Regions from separate parts of the Gasterosteus aculeatus genome. Here region 1 is linked to region 2. The links are chromatin contacts, called in public Hi-C maps. All regions are on one chromosome and are shown on one strand. Each heading gives the region's core, a stretch centred on a gene start, on an enhancer-like site or on the middle of the called end of the contact. The rest is flanking DNA. Distances are from core to core; before and after follow the strand shown. Region 1 overlaps fam20ca (FAM20C golgi associated secretory pathway kinase a). Region 2 overlaps srebf1 (sterol regulatory element binding transcription factor 1).

Evidence for each region. Hi-C and Micro-C count contacts between places; a contact is called where the count stands out from the background.
Region 1: a contact with region 2 is called in a Hi-C map of skeletal muscle, with 9 times the contacts expected there. The contact joins two enhancer-like sites. A contact is called at or near these places in 2 of 6 Hi-C or Micro-C datasets (both in skeletal muscle).

The regions. Positions count from the first base shown.
Region 1 is chr11:12,680,080-12,682,779 of fGasAcu3.hap1.1, reverse strand. fam20ca (FAM20C golgi associated secretory pathway kinase a) reads left to right here. Exons shown (of 10, transcript XM_040191312.2): 10 at 1-1,611. The coding sequence ends at 206. Among protein-coding and RNA genes, the nearest start is that of rai1, 4.3 kb to the right of the region's middle. Within about 2 kb of position 1,414, at least 1 of the 9 cell types and tissues checked has open chromatin away from gene starts, as enhancers often do.
Region 2 is chr11:12,623,230-12,625,929 of fGasAcu3.hap1.1, reverse strand. srebf1 (sterol regulatory element binding transcription factor 1) reads right to left here. Exons shown (of 19, transcript XM_040191039.2): 12 at 2,561-2,700; 13 at 2,357-2,465; 14 at 2,071-2,180; 15 at 1,469-1,643; 16 at 1,158-1,323; 17 at 166-381. Among protein-coding and RNA genes, the nearest start is that of srebf1, 8.0 kb to the right of the region's middle. Within about 2 kb of position 1,264, at least 1 of the 9 cell types and tissues checked has open chromatin away from gene starts, as enhancers often do.

The sequences.
Region 1 (2,700 bases), core at 165-2,664, 57 kb before region 2:
TGAGCTCCCTGATGGAGGAGTCCCTCCTCCGGGACCGACTGTCCCCGATCCTCATCCGGCCTCACCTGCACGCCCTGGACCGCAGGCTCCGCCTGGTGCTGCAGGTCCTGGCGGGCTGCATAGAGAAAGAGGGTCATGGTAACGTTTTGGAGAAAGATGTTGGCGGGGACCCGAAGGCCACCCAGAGGACGCCGGGCCACAGGTAGTGAGGGCAAGACGCGCCAGGTGACGGGAAACGACACACACGTGAACGATGGACCGAGTCTGTGGCTGTTTTGACCAATGGGATCGCAGCGAGAGTCCACACAAGATATCGAGCTGAATTCAGTGAATTCCAAGACTTGCCATCATTGCCTCTCTGCAAGCTGCTTTTAAGTGTGCTCACACCAGGGGGGCGGGACAGGACGGGGGGGGGCTTTGTATCGAACAGATGCATTTTTGTTTTGTGGGACGGATAGGAACCGTCGATTCCTGACTGTTGCTGATTTAATTCTTTGTTTGTTCTGAATGTGGAGGGTGCCAGTTTGTTTTAGGTGTTTTATCACATTACTACGTAACCAAATGACAAAGTACTCTGACTTGTCGGCTCGTGTTGCCGGACAAAAAGCTTTATCGTTTTTTTCTTTGTAAAACATGTGAGGCCCGGGACTAAGCGCCAACCACCGCGGGAATAACAGCTTCAAAAAGGCTTTGCTGTCACAAAATGTCACAGTATCAGACCAGACTGACATGTTATCACATACTTCTGAACGGCATTAATCTGAGTGCAAGTATATTTAACTGTTTGTTCACTTTGCCTTATTCTGATTTGTGTCTCTTTTTTGAATCGTCTTCTTTTCCCCCATCTCCCGTGCAAGTGTAGCGTTCGTAAAATGCAGTACAACACTAAAATTGTGTTTTCCAAACCAAAAATAATGCAGAGAGACCAGATGGTTTGTTTGTGAAATGATCATTTCATTCAAATTCACTGACATTCTTAAATGAGCACCGGAAACATCTAGAGTTGTCTGTTGTGATACTGTTTTGCGATTCATGCATCACAAAATGTTAAAGTTTGTATGTGGAAATTTTATGAGATTTCATGTCAAGATAACTATTTATTGATGTGTCACAAAGATTGAGAGCCCTTTAATCACTTCTCTGTTATGCTGGTCTATACTTTGAGATATGATAACCTAAGTTACCATAGAGTTTAGCTATTTAAATTTCCTTTAAATACTATTTCTGATGTTCACTTGGTAGGACAACAACACGCCTATTTAATTTCTGACTCCTGTGCACTGGATGACCGGCGACCCGTTCAAGGAGAGAAGGACAGTACTTGAATGTTTTGGGGTCGGCAGTATAGACAACATGTATAGAGTTACAAATGGTGTACAGTCTGAGTGGAGACTTTTGCTTTGAGGGGGAGAACGGGGCTAAAAATGCCTCATCGATCCACCAGGAGGACTTTGGGCACAGTGCTTTTATCTTCACATTGTCAGTGTAAATACCCAAAGTCAGTTTGAAGACCTAAAAAGCTGCACCGTGATTTGCTTCTGTTTTCTGCTATTGCATTGTTACTGTGAAGATCTGTTTACTAAATGATTAAAGTGTGCAATGAAAACCAAAGTGTGGACACATCCCTGTCGTAACATTTTAACATTTTTCATTTCTTTTTAATTACATATATTATCCACATTTTGATGGCATACAACAACAATGGATGTAGGATTTTTGCAGTTTCCAGACAGTATTGTTTTGCAGGTTCACTCTTCCTCTTTTAGTTGTCTTTGTTTTCGTTCGGTCTGTTGCTCGAGACACAAAAAAGACATTTTAAGAATATCAGCTGCTGACAATATCTGTAAAACACAGAAACACAACACTTGTTGTGAACTGTTATTGTATATATCTATGAATTTCTTTGTTTGTTTTTTAGTCTTTGGCGTTTGGCACACCTCTTTACATCTAGAAAGAAAACACAGCAGGTTTTCGTGGAATATGGTTTTTAATCGTTCCACTAATCATAATACTGTAATGAAATGGCTCACAGACCAAACAGAGGTTAATTAATTCATACATCTTTGGCAAATCTTTGATTAGAAGGGAAAATTGATAAGCCGTTTTATGATTAAAACATGCAGTATTGCAGTATTGGAGCTGTCAGGTGGTATGTTGTGTGCTATGAATAAAAATGATGGCATAATTAATAAAACTGCTAATTTAACGACAAGCCAAAATCAACCAAGAGAAAATGTATTACCTGAATCATCTATGAAGCTTCCACATTAACATGATCTCACAGCGAAGGGAAACAAACATCACTTGCAGCCGACACATCTGCCACATCCATTCGTTGTAACGACCATAACGCACATAACTACACCTCCTTCTTTTGCTCAATGCGACGGTGTTAAACAACAGTAGACCGGCATGCATTTTGCAGCATAGCATTCATTATTCCAGCTTTAATCTCAGTAAAAGCCGGTAGTTCTTGTACCGCCCAGGAGATGGCGCGAGGGTACCGCGGCCGCGAGCTCAGGCAGAGCAGCCTGTTACAAGGCCTTAAGTCACCGAGCACTCAGAATGTTGGGGTCATGTTTTAGAGGTTTGCATACGTGCAGAGTTTTGTCAATCTACATACAAGTCATGAGCTCATTTTGCAAGAAATTACTACAGTGTTTGGAAAAGACGGGGTGCTTCGGTGTAATGATAACTTTT
Region 2 (2,700 bases), core at 15-2,514:
GTGTGTTCATCTTGTTTTAATAATTCCCAGTGCATGTTAGACTAGGAGGAAAAAAACATTAGAAAAAAGTTTGAACGTATGCCAAACAATAAAAGCCCCCAGACTTTTAACTTTTTAGTCTAAAGTACTTGCGTAAAGAGTAAGGAATAATACGGTTATACGTACTCTTCGCATTGCAGGCCTGAAGCTATGAGCCAGCTTGCGTAGGGAACTGAGGTCTTGCTGAAAGCCTTGGAGCTCCGGTGGGGACGCCTGGTGGACCCCCACCGGGCCGCCGGTACCCACCGGCCCAGACGCCACCGGACCGACCACCTGCTGCTGCAGGCGCCACACGTTGGTCCTCATCACCAACAAGAGATCACACAACAGCAACTGGACAACCTAGAGAGAGAAAGACACAACCGGAGGATACATTTTACTGCCTTAAAGTAACATCGCTGACAAATGACCCTGGGTACGGAAATGTGACAAAACATAAAAGCTATATTTAATCGTGGTGGCTGAAAAGGCGCAATGTATCCGTTTTAGACGTCATATTGAGGAACAATCACATAAAGACATTTTTTTTCTCTAGGACACCGGTTACCAATTTGAAAAAGACAAAACGATATTTGTTTTCCTGGACAGCAGAGAGATTTAGCCCAACATGAACCTCAACAGAGCTCTACTCAAAAGTTATGAGTCATTTTCCACCCCCACTATGTGCGTTCTGCTGTTCGTGGCCCAGCTCCGTGTTGCACTGCAGGTGCATTGCACTCCGCTGAGACACACATGCAATGCAACTACAATGCACCACAGCTCTGGCCGTAGACGTGCACACGCTGTGCGCTACCTATCCACCAGCATCACCATCTGCCGAATGCCAGAGGGTAGGACACCGCTGCAGCAGAGAGCCGCCGCCGCCACAGGGGGATTCGCAGGCTGTGCTAAAGTGTGTGGCTTTGAATTGAGGAAAGTACGTGTGTGTGTGTGTGTGTCCTCAAGTGTATGCGTGAAGGGCAATCTTCTGCGTTTAGAATTTGATACACGCACACGTGTAGGGACATCTGTCACTAAGAGCATTCATGTGTTCAAATTTCTAATGCAGATGCTGTGGCCCCAACAGAACTTGACTTTAATTTGCCAAGATCTGAGAGCGTGCGCGCGTGCGCGTGTACCTTGTCTAAACTGGAGCTGTGGCAGTGTGGTCCTAGGTTGAGGCTGTCTCGAAGCAGGGCGCTGGCCTTGTCGCTGTAGCTCAGACTCAGCTGGCAGTTCTCTGGCTTGGACAGCAGCGCCCGCACGGCCCTGAATGTGTTCAGACAAGTCTTGGGAAGAAGACTCCTGACAGAGAGAGGGGAGTGGGGGGAAAACAGACGACACACGGGTTCAACAAGGGAAAATTTGTGCCGGTTCTCTGCAGCCGAAAAGGTTACGAGACAGTCTTAGCCTGGCTGCAGATGTTGCCGCATGCGCCTGTCCAACTTACTCTGCGTTCTGCAGACTGCGGGGCAGGTGCTCAACAGTCGGATACAGTCTCTCGGCCGCGGCGTCGTCTCCTTGGAGCCAGTTGATGATCACCACGGTAACCGAGGACCACCACTTGGAGTGAGGGTCACAAGTATTTTGACCTCTGAATCGATCAGTTTCTTCCCTCTGGCATGCTGAGAGAAAGACATTTTGATGACGGCCTCTTAAGGGAAAGGTACTCTATTTAATAATCGGCCCACACACACACACACACTAATACTGTAAGCAACTCTCTGCCAAGAAAAGTCTCTTATTAAAATCCCTGCACAGCCTCCTTTTCCCTCCCGCTTCTCAAGGTGATCACCGATCTGACAGAGCTGAAGATAGATGAAGCAATCTAGCAGACACCCCCTCCCCCCCTCCACCTCAACCCCTTTCGCTCAGATCTGTGATCAGTGAGGACAAAAGGAAAGTGGAACTCAAGCCACTCAATCTCTCAAGTAAAAAAGAACTTTCTCAGTGTTTTCTCTTTTTTTATTAACACATTAAAGAAATCAAACAAACATTGTTGCCTGTCAACTGAATTATGGTACTCAATCGACAGTAATAACAGCAACTTACCAGTCACAGTGGCCATGTTGGAACCAACAGCAAAGGACTGGGAGGTGCCACCAGCGGCATCCGATGCGCTAATCAACAGCTGGAGGTACTCCAGGGCATCGGTGTACTCCCTGAGGAGAGACATTGGTTACTTAAGTCGCCACACAAAGACTTTTTCCAATCAGTCGTTTGTGGTAGTCCATTATTCTATGTTTATTGTTTATTGTAAAATAATGGTTCAACCGTGAGATTCTAATAAGAGAATCCCTCAAAAACATTTATTTTTGAAAGCGCTTCGTTCTCTCACCCTTCCCCCTGGCTGGGGCTTTTCTCTTCGTGAGGCTGAGCCACACAGTACAGAGCCTTCTCCAGGAGATGCTCCCTGAAAGCCTGAGTCACCTGGGCCAGAGGATCCACTGGAAAAGGGCCAACAGACCTTTAACATACAACTGCCTCAATGCACATCTACCAAACACACATGGAGCGGGTACTAAGTTTTTCCTGCACTGACCAGTATTGCCCGCCTGGCTGTAGATGCTTTCTTTAGGAGTGCTGCGAATCGCCCAGTCGCCGTCCACAAAGAAGCGGTGGCCTAGCGGGTGACACAGCCACTGCATAGCTGGAGGCACACTGCCACTGGAAGACAGGCAC